Linked DNA regions of Mus musculus: region 1 is linked to region 2. Evidence: chromatin contacts called from public Hi-C data. All regions are on one chromosome and are shown on one strand. Each heading gives the region's core, a stretch centred on a gene start, on an enhancer-like site or on the middle of the called end of the contact. The rest is flanking DNA. Distances are from core to core; before and after follow the strand shown.

The links. Hi-C and Micro-C count contacts between places; a contact is called where the count stands out from the background.
Region 1: a Hi-C map of cerebellum shows a contact between it and region 2, with 1.9 times the contacts expected there. The contact joins the enhancer-like site here to the promoter of Car10 in region 2. A contact is called at or near these places in 1 of 39 promoter capture datasets (pre-B cells), 2 of 484 Hi-C or Micro-C datasets (cerebellum and cerebral cortex) and 3 of 9 other capture datasets (adipose tissue, liver and pancreatic islet).

The regions. Positions count from the first base shown.
Region 1 is chr11:93,169,369-93,176,055 of GRCm38.p6, reverse strand. The region is part of intron 2 of Car10 (carbonic anhydrase 10); the gene reads right to left. Among named protein-coding and RNA genes, the nearest start is that of Car10, 74 kb to the right of the region's middle. Within about 2 kb of position 2,280, at least 2 of the 459 cell types and tissues checked have an H3K27ac peak or open chromatin away from gene starts, as enhancers often do. A contact at or near this core is called in cerebellum, where this site is marked.
Region 2 is chr11:93,094,287-93,101,302 of GRCm38.p6, reverse strand. Car10 (carbonic anhydrase 10) reads right to left here and starts at 2,937. Exons shown (of 10, transcript NM_001361708.1): 1 at 2,581-2,937; 2 at 1,017-1,657. The coding sequence starts at 1,077.

The sequences.
Region 1 (6,687 bases), core at 1,031-3,530, 75 kb before region 2:
TCACTTGATGTCCTGTCTTCCTGCTGGAGGTGGGCTCTATAAGGTCCCTCTCCCTATTGTGGGACGGTTCATCTAAGGGCCCTCCTTTTGAGTCCTGGGAGTCTCTCACTTCCTAAAAGGCCATATAAGGGATGCTTTTGTCTTTGAAAACACACACACACACACACACACACACACACACACACACACGCACGCTTGCTTTTTCCCAAGTGCTGAATTTGCTACTGTAGTACAAGAACAAAGTAGGTAGTTTGTAAATACATGCCCATTGCCCTGTGCCAATAACAAAAGCCACAAGTTACAGTTTTCTGAAACTCACTTTAAACCTAGAAAGATAATTTATTTTTCTGGTCATGTGATTTTAGTTCTTACTCAAACATTTAGAAGCCACTTTAGAAAAGGAAAGCGGCAATCTATGAAGTTATAACTAATACATATGGTATTTGATTAACACGCACTGTGGGATGTATGTACAACACTAAATACTTTCCAGACGTTTGAATTTTGTCATCTATGTCACATTCAAGATGCCATGGTCCCTACTTTGTTTCTGTTGGAATCAAACAATGAGGTTGGAAGAGATTCCTAAGAGTGGCTAAGTCATCACACACTGTGTTTTCACACCAGCCAAAACGAAGCCGGAACTCTCTCCTCCTGCTTTATTCCTCCCATAAGTGCACAGTATATGTCTCTGGGTGACTCTAGGGAATTTCACATGTCACCATGGACAAAATAATTCGACTTTCACACGTTAAATCTTTCTCATCATCTTTTGAGATTAACTCTTGCAATCCCTCTCTTTTAAGAGCTGTAAAATAAATCGAACATCTCAGCTGACATAGATTCAGAAAAAAAAAAAAGAAGAGGAAAAAACTGAAAATACATTCATGTGCAAATTATGGTAATCATTAATGGCAATATTCAAGACCCAAACACGATATCACGTAGAGGAGAGATGATGTGAGGAGGCACGTAGTCCACAAGGGAAGAGAATAGAAATGATCCAGTCAGCATGAGAAAAGAGATGTTAGTAAAACTGCAACTTCAGTTAAAACATATCCCACATGCCCTAAGTATGCACACTGTAGGGATGAGTTTGCATACTCTGGAACTCAGTAGGTCACACATACCCTGGATGGTTCATGTTCAGAAAGGATGGAGCCAAACATATGGAGGAGACATTTAGAAGACATGCTACTTGACTACGTCATAATAATGTGACAGACCTCGAGAGCCATGAGTGGTTGTTTGTCTGAGAAATTTTTTTTTCTCCATGCAAGGTGGTTACTTAAGGAAGGAATCATGGTGTCCACTGACTATGGCAACACTATGTGTTGGAAGTAAAAAAAAAAATCGTTCTGACATTCTATGCATGGTGCAAAGTTATATATTCCAATACTTCACAGTCTTCTCTTTAATATTTAACAGGGAGTCTGTCTTCTATGAGGGAAGCAGACTAGCTGAGAGGGTATAGCTCACCACAGGACACAAGTGCCTATCTCAGCACACTTCAGGGCACCTATGGACTGGCAGGGATACTTTCCTTCCTCTAGAACTTCACCTTTATAATTCCCTAGCAGGCCCCACTATCCTTTATGTATGTCCAGTTTATGTGTTATTATACATGTTAGCATTAAGACTTCACTCAATAATTCATCTGCTTCTATGTCAGACTTTCATATATTAAATTATAACTTCCTTAAGGACACAGATATACCTGATTTTATAGCCCCATGAGTAATACAAAGGCTGGCACACTACAGGTAAAAGTTAGGTGAATCCATAATAAATACTTGAGTAAAAATGTCCATTATGCAATCTTGGAGCCTAAACTGTATGATCGCTGGGTGATTTCAGTCTATCCAAAGACTTGTTGGTATGATGCCTATATTTGTACCAGAGGGAATGTAGACAAAAGTGTTTTCAAATTGGTTGACAGTCCCATACCCTCTTGACAGATGGAAAAGCACCAGGGGCTGACACTCTGCCTGGGGAAATGAAAGCCAGTGCAAACCCACTTCTATTTTACACAGTATGTTTCATTTAAAAATGAGAGGAAAAATGCCATATCTGGACTGTTTATTTTGTTTTTAACCATTCCTTATTTTTTTGAATTTGAAAGACAAGTAAAAAACTCAACATTTTTTTTCTCTTCACATTCACAGACCTGACTTCTGACCAAAAAAGGGGGGGGGGGGCAAAATACCCAGAGCATCACCAATTGCAATTGGGAGTAACAAAGCAACCTCTCAGAGCAGAAGGAAAAGGCTAGGTAAGCATCAATCCAGATGATGTCAATACTATATTTGTGTTGGGTGGATAAGAAAAAGGAGTCAGTGTGGGACAACCTGCATGAGATCATGGTTAGCAGGTCCAAAGGTAACCAGAGCTGAAAATCAATGAGAAAACCTCTAACAAGTCTGATTATTAGCCTGCCTGCTAAAACCTACTCATTAGTTTTTAAGCAACATAGATGTGGAAAGTGTGAGTGATCCATAAAGATGCAAAGAGAGATTCTACTGGAGATGTAGGACAGAGCTAGCAAAATTAGTGATGACAGCTTCCATATGGGTGATGTTGGTGAAGATACTGACCATGACCTGCTCATGAGCTGAGTGAATGAAAATAAGACTCTCTCTCTTTCCCTCTCTCCCTCTCTCCCTCTCTCACCTGTGTGAGTAGAGTTAGGAGATGTTACTATTGCTTAGCTGTGACTAAGGAGACAGGGATCTACAGGCTTTAAGTATAATGTGAAACTGAGTGTTCCATTCAAGAGGATAGATAACAGGAAGATACCAAGTCAACTGTGAATATAGATGAGCTCTTTGAAGAGTTAAGATGAGACACATCCATCTGACTCACAGGTTCTATACAAAGCCACAAGATTTAATAAGGTCACCTAGAGGAATGTAAAAGAAACATGTACAGGATCCAGAAGGGACTCACACTGGACCTCGGGGATGTCCAAGATTTAGAGGTGTGTAGAGGGGGAATAGTCTTCAAAATGAGATAGAGAAAGATGCCAGTAAGCATGAACAGGAAAGTATATGTGACAAAGTCATTGTATAGTATCATTTTTGTGCCTATTTTTCTTTCTCTCTTTCTCCTATTTCTGGATTTTTCTGTTCTCTCTCTCTCTCTCTCTCTCTCTCTCTCTCTCTCTGTTTATCCACATTTTTATTTTACAACTGCTTTATATTTATAGAAGCATTACAGGTATACTACAGCTATAATACTTATTTCATAAATAATCTTTCTTTACTATTTTTATATTGTATTGTATGGCATGCTTATTTTATCAATGAACTAGTATTAATTTAGTTTTACTAGCTAAAGTACATATCTTATTTTCAACCCATATGTTTGTAACCTACTGTCCTTTTTCTGTTCCAAGATACCCTACTGTGCTTATCTGGCATATATTCTAGGCTGTCCCATGGCTGCAACAATCTAATTAATTTAAATATTTAAAATGTGTACTACCAGTCTGTTGGTCTAACTGAATTAGACATGTTACAAAAGTAAATGTTATGCCTTATCTATTACAATAATAGGCACACTGATGTCAAATAAAAGTGTGTTTAATAAACTCAAGGGAGAGTTAAAGACAGAAAAGAGCACTTAGAAATGTTCTTCAGGACAAGTCCCTTCCAGTCGGCTCCAGCACCAGGTCACCTTGGGCATGGAGTTGGCGGACACCCCCAAGGTCCCTAGAGGACTCTCCATGAGTTCTTAGGACCACTGGTGAGTGGAGCACAACTTCTGTTCCAATCCAATCGACGGACCTGAGACAACATTAGGGAAGCAGAAAACTCGGACTGACCAGGATCACAAGTCCCTTCCGGTTGGTGCCAGTACCAGGACACCTAGGGCATGGAGTTGGTGGACAACCCCAAGGTCCCTAGAGGACTCTTAGGACCACTGACCAGTCAGCTCCTCAATCCTCAAAGGAGACACCACTTCCAGGATCCCAGGATAAAAGGAGCTTGGTCAAACCAGTATTTCAGAGGTCTCAGAGGAACTTGACTGCCAAGAACTCTGACACACCCAGAATCTCAGGTTCACAGGAGCCCACAAGCAAAGAACCATAGAGACAGCTGGACTCTGAGGAGCCCTGAATCAACTGGGATTATAGGAGGACAGGCTCCAATCAGATATATTGAGGTCAGCAAGTACTTGAGATAATAAGACAGCAGGAGGCAAGCTTAAGAACAGAAGCAACAGAAAACAAGGTTACTTGACATCATCAGAACCAAACTCTCCCACCACAACAATTCCTGGATACACCATCACACCAGAAAAGCAAGACATGGATCTAAAGTCACTTCTAATGATGATTGTGGAGGACCTTAAGAAGGAAATACAGGAAAACACAGGTAAACAGCTAGAAGCCTATAAAGAGGAAACACAAAAATGCCTTAGAGAGTTACAGGAAAACACTACCAAACAGGAGATGGAAGTAAACAAAACCATGCAGGATCTAAAAAGGGAAATAGAAACAATAAAGAAAACCCAAAGGGAGACAATTCTGGAGATAGAGACCCTACAAAAGAAGTCAAGAACCATAGATGCGAGCATCAGCAACATAATACAAGAGATGGAAGAGACAATCTCAGGTGCAGAAGATTCCATAGGGAACATGGACACAACAATCAAAGGAAATGCAAAATGCAAAAAGATCCTAACTCAAAACATCTAGGAAATCCAGAACACAATGAGAAGACCAAACCTATGGATAGTAGGAGTAGATGAGAATGAAGATTTTCAACTTAAAGGGCCAGCAAATATCTTCAACAAAATTATAGAAGAAAACTTCCCAAACCTAAAGAAAGAGATGCCCATGAAAATACAAGAAGCCTACAGAACTCCAAATAGACTGGACCAGAAAAGAAATTCCTCCGGACACATAATAATCAGAACAACAAATGTACTAAATAAAGACAAAATATTAAAAGCAGCAAGACAAAAAGGTCAAATAACATATAAAGGCAGGCCTATTAGAACTACTCCAGACTTCTCACCAGAGACTATGAAAGCCAGAAGATCTTGGACGAATGTTATACAGACACTAAGAGAACACAAAGGCCAGCCCAGGCTACTATACCCAGCCAAACTCTCAATTACCATAGATGGAGAAACCAAAGTATTCCATGACAAAACCAAATTCACACAATATCTTTCCACGAATCCAGCCCTTCAAAGGATAATAACAGAAAGGAAAAAAAAGCATGGAAACTACGCCCTAGAAAAAGCAAGAAAGTAATCCTTCAACAAATCTAAAAGAAGATAGCCACAAGAACAGAATGCCAACTCTAACAACAACAACAACAAAAAGGAAGCAACAATTACTTTTCCTTAATATCTCTTAATATCAATGGACTCAATTCCCCAATAAAAAGACATAGACTAACAGACTGGCTACACAAACAGGACCCAACATTTTGCTGCTTACAGGAAGCCCATCTCAGGGAAAAAGACAGACACTACCTCAGAGTGAAAGACTGGAAAACAATTTCCCATGCAAATGGTCTGAAGAAACAAGCTGGAGTAGCCATTCTAATATTGAATAAAAATGACATCCAACCCAAAGTTATCAAAAAAGACAAGGAGGGGCACTTCATACTCATCAAAGTTAAAATCTTCCAAGAGGAACTCTCAATACTGAATATCTATGTTCCATATGCAAGTGCAGCCACATTCATTAAAGACACTTTAGTAAAGCTCAAAGCACACATTGCACCTCACACAATAATAGTGGGAGACTTCAACAACACCCTACTTTCATCAATGGACAGATCGTGGAAACAGAAACTAAACAGGGACACAGTGAAACTAACAGAAGTTATGAAACAAATGGATTTAACAGATATCTACAAAACATTTTATCCTAAAACAAAAGGATATACCTTCTTCTCAGCACCTCATGGTACCTTCTCCAAAATTGACCATATAACTGGTCACAAAACAGACCTCAACAGATACAAAAACATAGAAATTGTTCCATTCATCCTATCAGGTCACCATGAACTAAAGCTAATCTTCAATAACAACATAAATAATAGAAAGACAACATTCATGTGGAAACTAAACAACACTCTCCTCAAAGATACCTTGGTCAAGGAAGGAATAAAGAAAGAAATTAAAGACTTTTTAGAGTTTAATGAAAATGAAGCCATAACATACCCAAATCTATGGGACACAATGAAAGCATTTCTAAGAGGGAAACTCATAGCTCTGAGTGCCTCCAAGAAGAAACTGGAGAGAGCACATACTAGCAGCTTGACAACACATCTAAAAGCTCTGGAACAAAAGGAAGCAAATTCACCCAAGAGGAATAGTCGGCAGGAAATAATCAAACTCAGTGGCATACTCAACCAACTGGAAACAAGAACTATTCAAAGAATCAACCAAACAAGGAGCTGGTTCTTTGAGAAAATCAACAAGATAGATAAATCCTTAGCCAGACTCACTAGAGGGCACAGGAAAAGCATCCTAATTAACAAAATCAGAAATGAAAAGGGAGACATAACAACAGATCCTGAAGAAATCCAGAACACCATCAGATCCTTCTACAAAAGGCTATACTCAACAAAACTGGAAAACCTGGATGAAATGGACAAATTTCTAGACAGATAGCAGGTACCAAAGTTAAATCAGGATCAGATTAATGATCTAAACAGACCTATA
Region 2 (7,016 bases), core at 1,688-4,187:
AGAAGAGAGAACTGCAAATGGGCTACACCCTGAGCGCTTAAATGGCAGGTGCAAGGGAGTGGGTGCTGGTCGATGGGAGGAGCCAAAGGACTGGGAAATGTCTACATAGTTCCCTCCAAGCCTATATTCCTGCACCAAGAAAGATACATCTTGGAAATGACAGTTCCTCCCAACACAGGATACTAAGATACAGGCAAGCACAAACCCTGCCTTAGTCACCTCAACACCCACCCTGGGGGGGGGGGGGGGAGCCACAAGCTGGCACAAGTAGCCTGTGATCAGCAACTGAGCCAGCACATTCTTGCTACTGGGAATTAAGACCTTAATCTAAAGCAGCATTTCTAATACTGTATTGTTTCAGGTGTGTTTGCGGTGGGAGGGCTATGCCACTGGGTTTCAGACACCAGGATACAGTCTTCAGCACCTGGAGAAGGTAGATGGAGGGGTAGGGGGTATTCCCCAGTCTCGCATCTTCCTGCAGTCACTTTAAAGCGCCTAGATACCAAACCAAGGCTCTGCATCTATTTTGCCAGCAGGAACCACTGAGTTTGGGAACTTTGGAAGCCAGGGGTTGGGGGTGGGGGATACCAAGGCTCAGATTTCGGCGCCAGAGTTCTCAGCCAGGAAAGCAGTTGAAAATCAACACCCATTTGCCTCCTCATTTTCAGTCTCCATCCCTTCTCCCTTCCAGGACGCTACAAAGATCCTACCCATAGCGGCACACCTACACACACCTACACACACACACACACACACACACACACACACACACACACACACACACACAGAGTCACACATATATGGACACACAAGCCCGTGCACACACCCTTGGGCTTAGAAGGTCTTTGATTCATAAGATAGCAAAGCCACAGAACGAAAAAGGCCCGTGCCACCTCTTTGCTTCCCGCCCTAAGTCTGCACACGATAAAAATAAAAATAATAATAATAATAACCACACATTCTAAACACCACCACAGAACACACCACCCCGCCAGCAACCCCAGCACGTCCCGTACCTGATATGCAGACGATGAAATTGGCTTGAAGAAGAAAAAGCACCTCCCAGACTATTTCCATCCTCTGATTCTCATTCCAGGTGCATCACTCGACGGGAAAACAGGGGGGAAGGGGGGAGCCCGACACGGTACACACATACACACACGCACACTCTCTCCAGAGAGCGCACACTCGCGCTCCCACCCGACAGCCGGCCAGGGACAGGCACCCCCAAGATCAATAACGCAGTTTGAATTGTTTCGGCAAATCTCCCCTCGGGCTCTTCGGATGTACTCCCCAGATGTGCTGACACATGTCCGATGCCTCGTTGCCTCGGAGGTCTCCCCTCTCTTGTATCTCTGCTCCTCTCACCAGTGGCAGAAATGGCACTTGCGGCGACCGCGGTGGCGGCGGCGGCAGCCACCTGAAGCCAACAGCACTGGGCTTTTCCTGCAAAACCGAGACCCCGATCCGCCGGGCGCCCCAAGAAGACATAGACAACAGCCCCCCGCTGGGCCGAGCTGTAGAGTTCTGGGCTCTTGCTCTCTTTCCGTAGGCTAGCTGAGCCCAGGTAGTCCGCGACAAGTTGCCCTCGAAGTCCGCCCCCCTTCACCGGGGCATGGTCAAAGGGTGACTGCTGTCTCTGATCAGGCCAGTTCTCCTGCTTCCGGAGGGGTGGGGAGAGAGGAGCAGACACCGCACACAGAGAAAGAAAGAGAAGCGGGGATTATTGCCCGCAAACACAGGTCACCAGCTGCCTCCGTTGACCCTCCCTGCTCCCCAAGTCCTCGAGCCGCCTGCCGCCTCCAAGCTGGCTTCAGGCGATGCTTCCAGGACGCCGAGCCCAAGGCTAGGCTCCCAGGACTGGGGTGCGTCGGGAGTCTCACTGACTCCCCCTCGTTGCACGCGCGCTTTCCGCTTTTCTGCTATTTTCCAGGGCTCCCCAGACCCCGCAATTGCCTCGCTTCCATCGCCCGCAACTAGCACCGCCGCCGAGATTTTCCGCAATGCAACTGCAGGGGTCGTTATTTCCTCGCCTACGGATCCCGACGCCTTCCCACTTGGAGAGGAGGAGGGCAGGTGGGGGCGGGAGCACGAGGAGGAGGGGAAGGAGAAGGCTCGGCCAGGTGAGCTTCCGTGCGGCCGCCCGGAGTCCCCACGTCAGCGGGGCGGCCAGGCACCCGGGGGCGGAGGCAAAAAGTCCGTCCCGGGGAGGGCGGCGAGGACATAAGGAGCAGTAGCTGGGAGTCAGCACTTCAGGCCACTGCCTCGGCCGGGACCCTAGGCGCCAGCCTTGGAACTCCGCCCCGCCCGGCTGCCCCGCTTCCCCTCCAGGAGCTTGGAGTTTCTTTTTTCTTTAAAAAGAACTTCTCGGCTGTTCGCTCACTACAGAAAAGCCGTGCGGGACTCATCTTGGAAGGACTGCGCTGTGCTCATTCCCTCTGCAGCGGAATTTGAAGGATTTTTTTTCTTTCTTTCTTTCATAATCCATTCCCTGCCCTCTCCTTTTCGTCCCTCTCCTGCTCCCTCCTTCCCCCCCCCCCCGCCCCCATCCTGCTCGGATGCCAGAAGAAAGCTACTTACCCCACAGTTCTCTTCGCAGATTCCCTGATCAGGTGCAACTCTTGCCCGCAAGTCCCTCACCTCCCTCCTCTCGCAACGGACACTCTAAGTCCGGGTACCAGCGGCCGCCAACCGCATCCCTATCAGAGCAGCTACGGGAGAATCCGATACCATCGGAAACCCAGGCCTCCCGGGAAACGGGTTTCCCTTCTTGTTTTTCTTTCACCGTTTTTCTTTAGAAAAGCTCTCAAACGCTTTGGTGGCTTTTGATGGACCCCGGGATACTCTCGGTCAGCGACACTCAGCAGCTTCCAGGGAAGGAGATTTTCCCCCAGCAAGCCGGCGCGCGCGCACTCTTGCCCAGCGCGCGGCTCTCTCGGGCCCCAGGGGAAGGAGGGGGCGGCGAGAGCACCACCCACCACCCAGGCGGAGCCGGAGCCGCCGGGTCTGCAGAAGGTCTAGCCCTGGAAGGGCGGCCTGGGAATGCAGTGCGGATGCAGGGTAAATGCTAGGAAATCCTGCGCTCCGGACTGCTCGCCTAAAAGGGCTAGGGGTGAACAGGGAAGGAAAAACTGCAGCAGATTTGTGTGCGTCTATCAAGGCAGGAGTGGCTGGCGGAAAGCCCCAGACCTACCTCTTTTAAGGGTGCTGAAGAAGAAGAGGGCAGGGCAGAGGGAATCCCTGGAAAGATCTGGGGTTTGTGGAGAAGCTTGTCCGGATACCCAAGTGTGACGTTGGGAGGCTTTGCATAAGCGCGGATGGACACACACAACAAACACACGCACAACCCACAGGGAATATTTTTGTACTTTTAAATTGCTGATGCTTAGAAGCTGTTTCACTGTGAGCCTCGATCTAATAAGCATAGAAAGAGTGGAGAAGTGGAAAGGAAGAAGGTGGGAAAGAACCATGTTTTTTGATCTGCACAGTAGATGCAGCAAACACAGCGAACATCCAGACTGTGTGGCATCTAAGGGTGCGGCATAAGAGCCAAAGTAGTTACACCAGAGGGCTCCCCGGATTCTTGAATGGAGTCTAGGAAGTCTAGAGATTCTCTGTACTGGGAAGTCGGGCGTCATGAGACCCGGAGGGGAGCAGTGGGGGTGTGGGGGCTGGCGCTGAGAGAGGAAGGAAAGCAGCTAGCTGACTGCAGAAACCAGAGTGTGCGGTTCTGCAGCCTCCGGGGATCCTAAAAAAGAACCGCTGGCAGTCTTGCCTACTCTTTAAGAAGGAGGTGTGGCCGAGGGAATTTTTTCCCCCCTCTGAGACGACAGCCAAGGACTCCAGGTGGCCAACGCATTAAAAATCGAGGCTCGGATGAAATAAATCCATGCTTTTTAGGTAGAGAACTTTGAGACTCAGCAGGAAAGACATTGAGACTTGAGAACATTAATAGAATCAGAGACGGTGAGAATTAGCCCATTTGGGAAACATAGAGGGGAGTGTTTGTCTCCGTGTCTTGAAAGTAGACTGCATGAAAGGGATTTTTTTGAGCAGAGAGAGAAGAAAGCAGTTTGCCAAATGTGAACAGAGCCATCGTAGGTCAGCACCACGGATAGCGACCTACCTTCTGTGATTCCAAGCTGGTTTACTGACAGCAGGAGAGCTTTCTCTCTGGATGTGCAAGCAAAGTGACTGGGTTTTATACCACATAACCATTCATTTATTAACGGATTATGCAAATATCAAGTGACTGACTTATATACATCAAGCATTGTAGTACAGTGTTGTGGTTTTAAAACTGAAAAGCACGATGGGTGTTTATCACAGAGCTCAGAGATTGTGCCTTCCTGTACATTTTGCCTTAAGACCAATGCTAGTAAATAATAGTTCATCCCTTTCTTTCCTGCCTAGACCTGCCACTGTCACTGTAAACGTTTAATTTATCATTGTTTATAATGTATTTAAAAAATAAACTCATGAGATTATTTGTTAGTTAAAAAAATGTATTGATTGATTTCCATAGACCAGGCATTGATGAGTCTCTAGCATGAATTATCTCACTTAGTCATCATTAACATCCCGTCTTGGTCCATTTGTGATGCTTTCACAAAATAGCACAGCCCACAAAATTTATAAATAATTTTTTACACTCCTGGAGGCTGGGAGAGGGCTGAGGTTGGGACATTCCACACTGAGAGAAAGGGTTCTTTCTATGTCCTTATACAACAGGAGACAGAAAGACAAAATATTTTAAAGCACTTCCCATGATAGTTTTATAAGGGTAAATCCTTCCATTCGTGAATGTAGAATCCTTATGACCTAATCATTTTTCTACAGGTCTACCTCTCATATAAGCACATTGGAGATTCGATTCCAACATGAATTTTGGAAGGCACACATTTGAGCCACCATAGCAGATCCCTGTACAATACATATCTTATAAAACAATCTCAGAGTCTCTATTTACCTCACAACTACTAACAGGTAGTACAGAGATTACGTCTGGGAAGTCCAGACTATGCAAATTCATTTCATGCTTGAGAAAACGAAATGCATCACCGTGAAGGAAGTGTTGGGAGCTTAGGGAAAGTCTAAGTGTTCACACCACACACATAGAGACAATCAAAGTCGGGCTGAAAACATACTGGCAGGTTATGTAACTTCAAAGTTACTTAAATTAAAATCAAGAGAGAGAGAAAAGATTACTGGCAATTGGGAACAGACCAGAGCATTTCTAACTAGGAGTCTAAAGGCCAATTCTCTTACACTTGCAATCTGGCAATAAACACAACATGCCCCCAGTGTTTAGGTTTCTTACTAGAGTCTCCTAAAGAAATAACAATATTTTCTTAAGTGTTTTCTAGGATTGATCTGTATGTTTCATTTTAAACAGTGAAACCCTCTCGTTAAATCCAAATAAAAACTCAGTGAGAAAATATTAAGTAGGAATCTTTAAATACAGTACTTTTTATTCCTAAGTGAGTGCAGTGCTCTTGACAGCCAGAAGAGGGCATCAGATTCCCTTGAGCGGGAGTAATGGGTGATTGTGAGCCATTGGATGTGGGTGCTGGACACTGAATTCAGATCTTCTGAAAGAGTAGTATGACACTGAGACATCTTTCCAGACCCTTATATCCAAATCTTTATGTCTTTTGAAATCCTCTTCCAAACCTGCTTTCATCTTATCTCATTTCTAGTCCTTTAATTTCTCCATTACAAATTCAGTGTAAGTGTTTTACAAAATTGAGTAGAGTTTTGGTGAAGCTCAACCGTGAGATACAGTATCAGTTGCCTTTAGACTTTCGAAGAAATACAGTTCCATTTCCCAGGAGGATGACACTGAATTTGGTGGTGATGGTGGTGGTGGTGTGTTATCTTCTTTTATATTCACTTCTCTAAAGCAAGTGACTCACCTGATTGGTCAAACTTGTAAAAACATAGCATACTTGTTTGGATATGTTTCTTAAAAGTAGTTCATATGGAACTAGAAGGTGAAGACAATCATGGGGGTTTTTTTTTGTTTTGTTTTGTTTTGTTTTGTTTTTGATTTTGTTTTTGTTTTTTGTTTTTTTGTCTTTTTTTTTTTTTTTTTGCTCTCCTACTAGCCTGCGTTCAAGTACAAAGGGCTCACTGTGTCCTTTAGGCTTCACCCTCATCTCTCTCACACTCTTTGAGACAATGTCATGCTATTTGCTAACTTTGGCCTGAGCCTTACTTTGTATGTATGTTTCATTCCCCCATGTCCTATCTACTACCTTGAGAAGAGTGGAGTCAGAAAGACCTTTGTTCTGTTGCAGTGACTACATCTCTGAGGTCAGCCACAATCAACCATGTGTGTGGAAAAGAATATTTAGAGCCTACTTTATATAACTAACCACCTATACAGGTGATTTCACTAGTTCTGAATTTGAGAGAAACAGTTGGAAAAACATCATTTTAATTTTTATTTAAATGTTTTTATCTAAGGTGCATATACACATAGAATCCCTATCAAAAGTTGAAATTACTTAAAGACAAAATATATGTCATGTTCATGGATTAAAAAGAACTCAATAATATTAAAATAATAGTTTCATCCAGGTATATTATGAGTTAATATGGTCCCAACTACAATCTCAAAAAATTCAGGCATGACGGTACATACTTATAATCCCAGCATCTCAGAGGGTGAGACGGGGGTATTTTGAGTCTAATGGCAACTTGGGCTATCTCAGCAAACAAAACCAGACTGCAGCAAAATGTACAGAAAATAAATAAACTGTCTCTAAAATCTATATGAATTTGCAAAGGACCTAAAACATACAACGCACATTTGAAAAGAAAAAACTACAAGATTCAAACTATCTGACTTCAGGACTTATAAAACTTCAATAATCAAAACAGCGAGGCAGTTGTATCAAGACAGAGAAATAAATCAATGAAACAGAAGAGCAGAGAGTCCAGGAATAGAATGTCACACATTCATTCAGCTGATTTTCACTGAGTGCAAAGTCATTTCCTTAGAGAAAGAATGA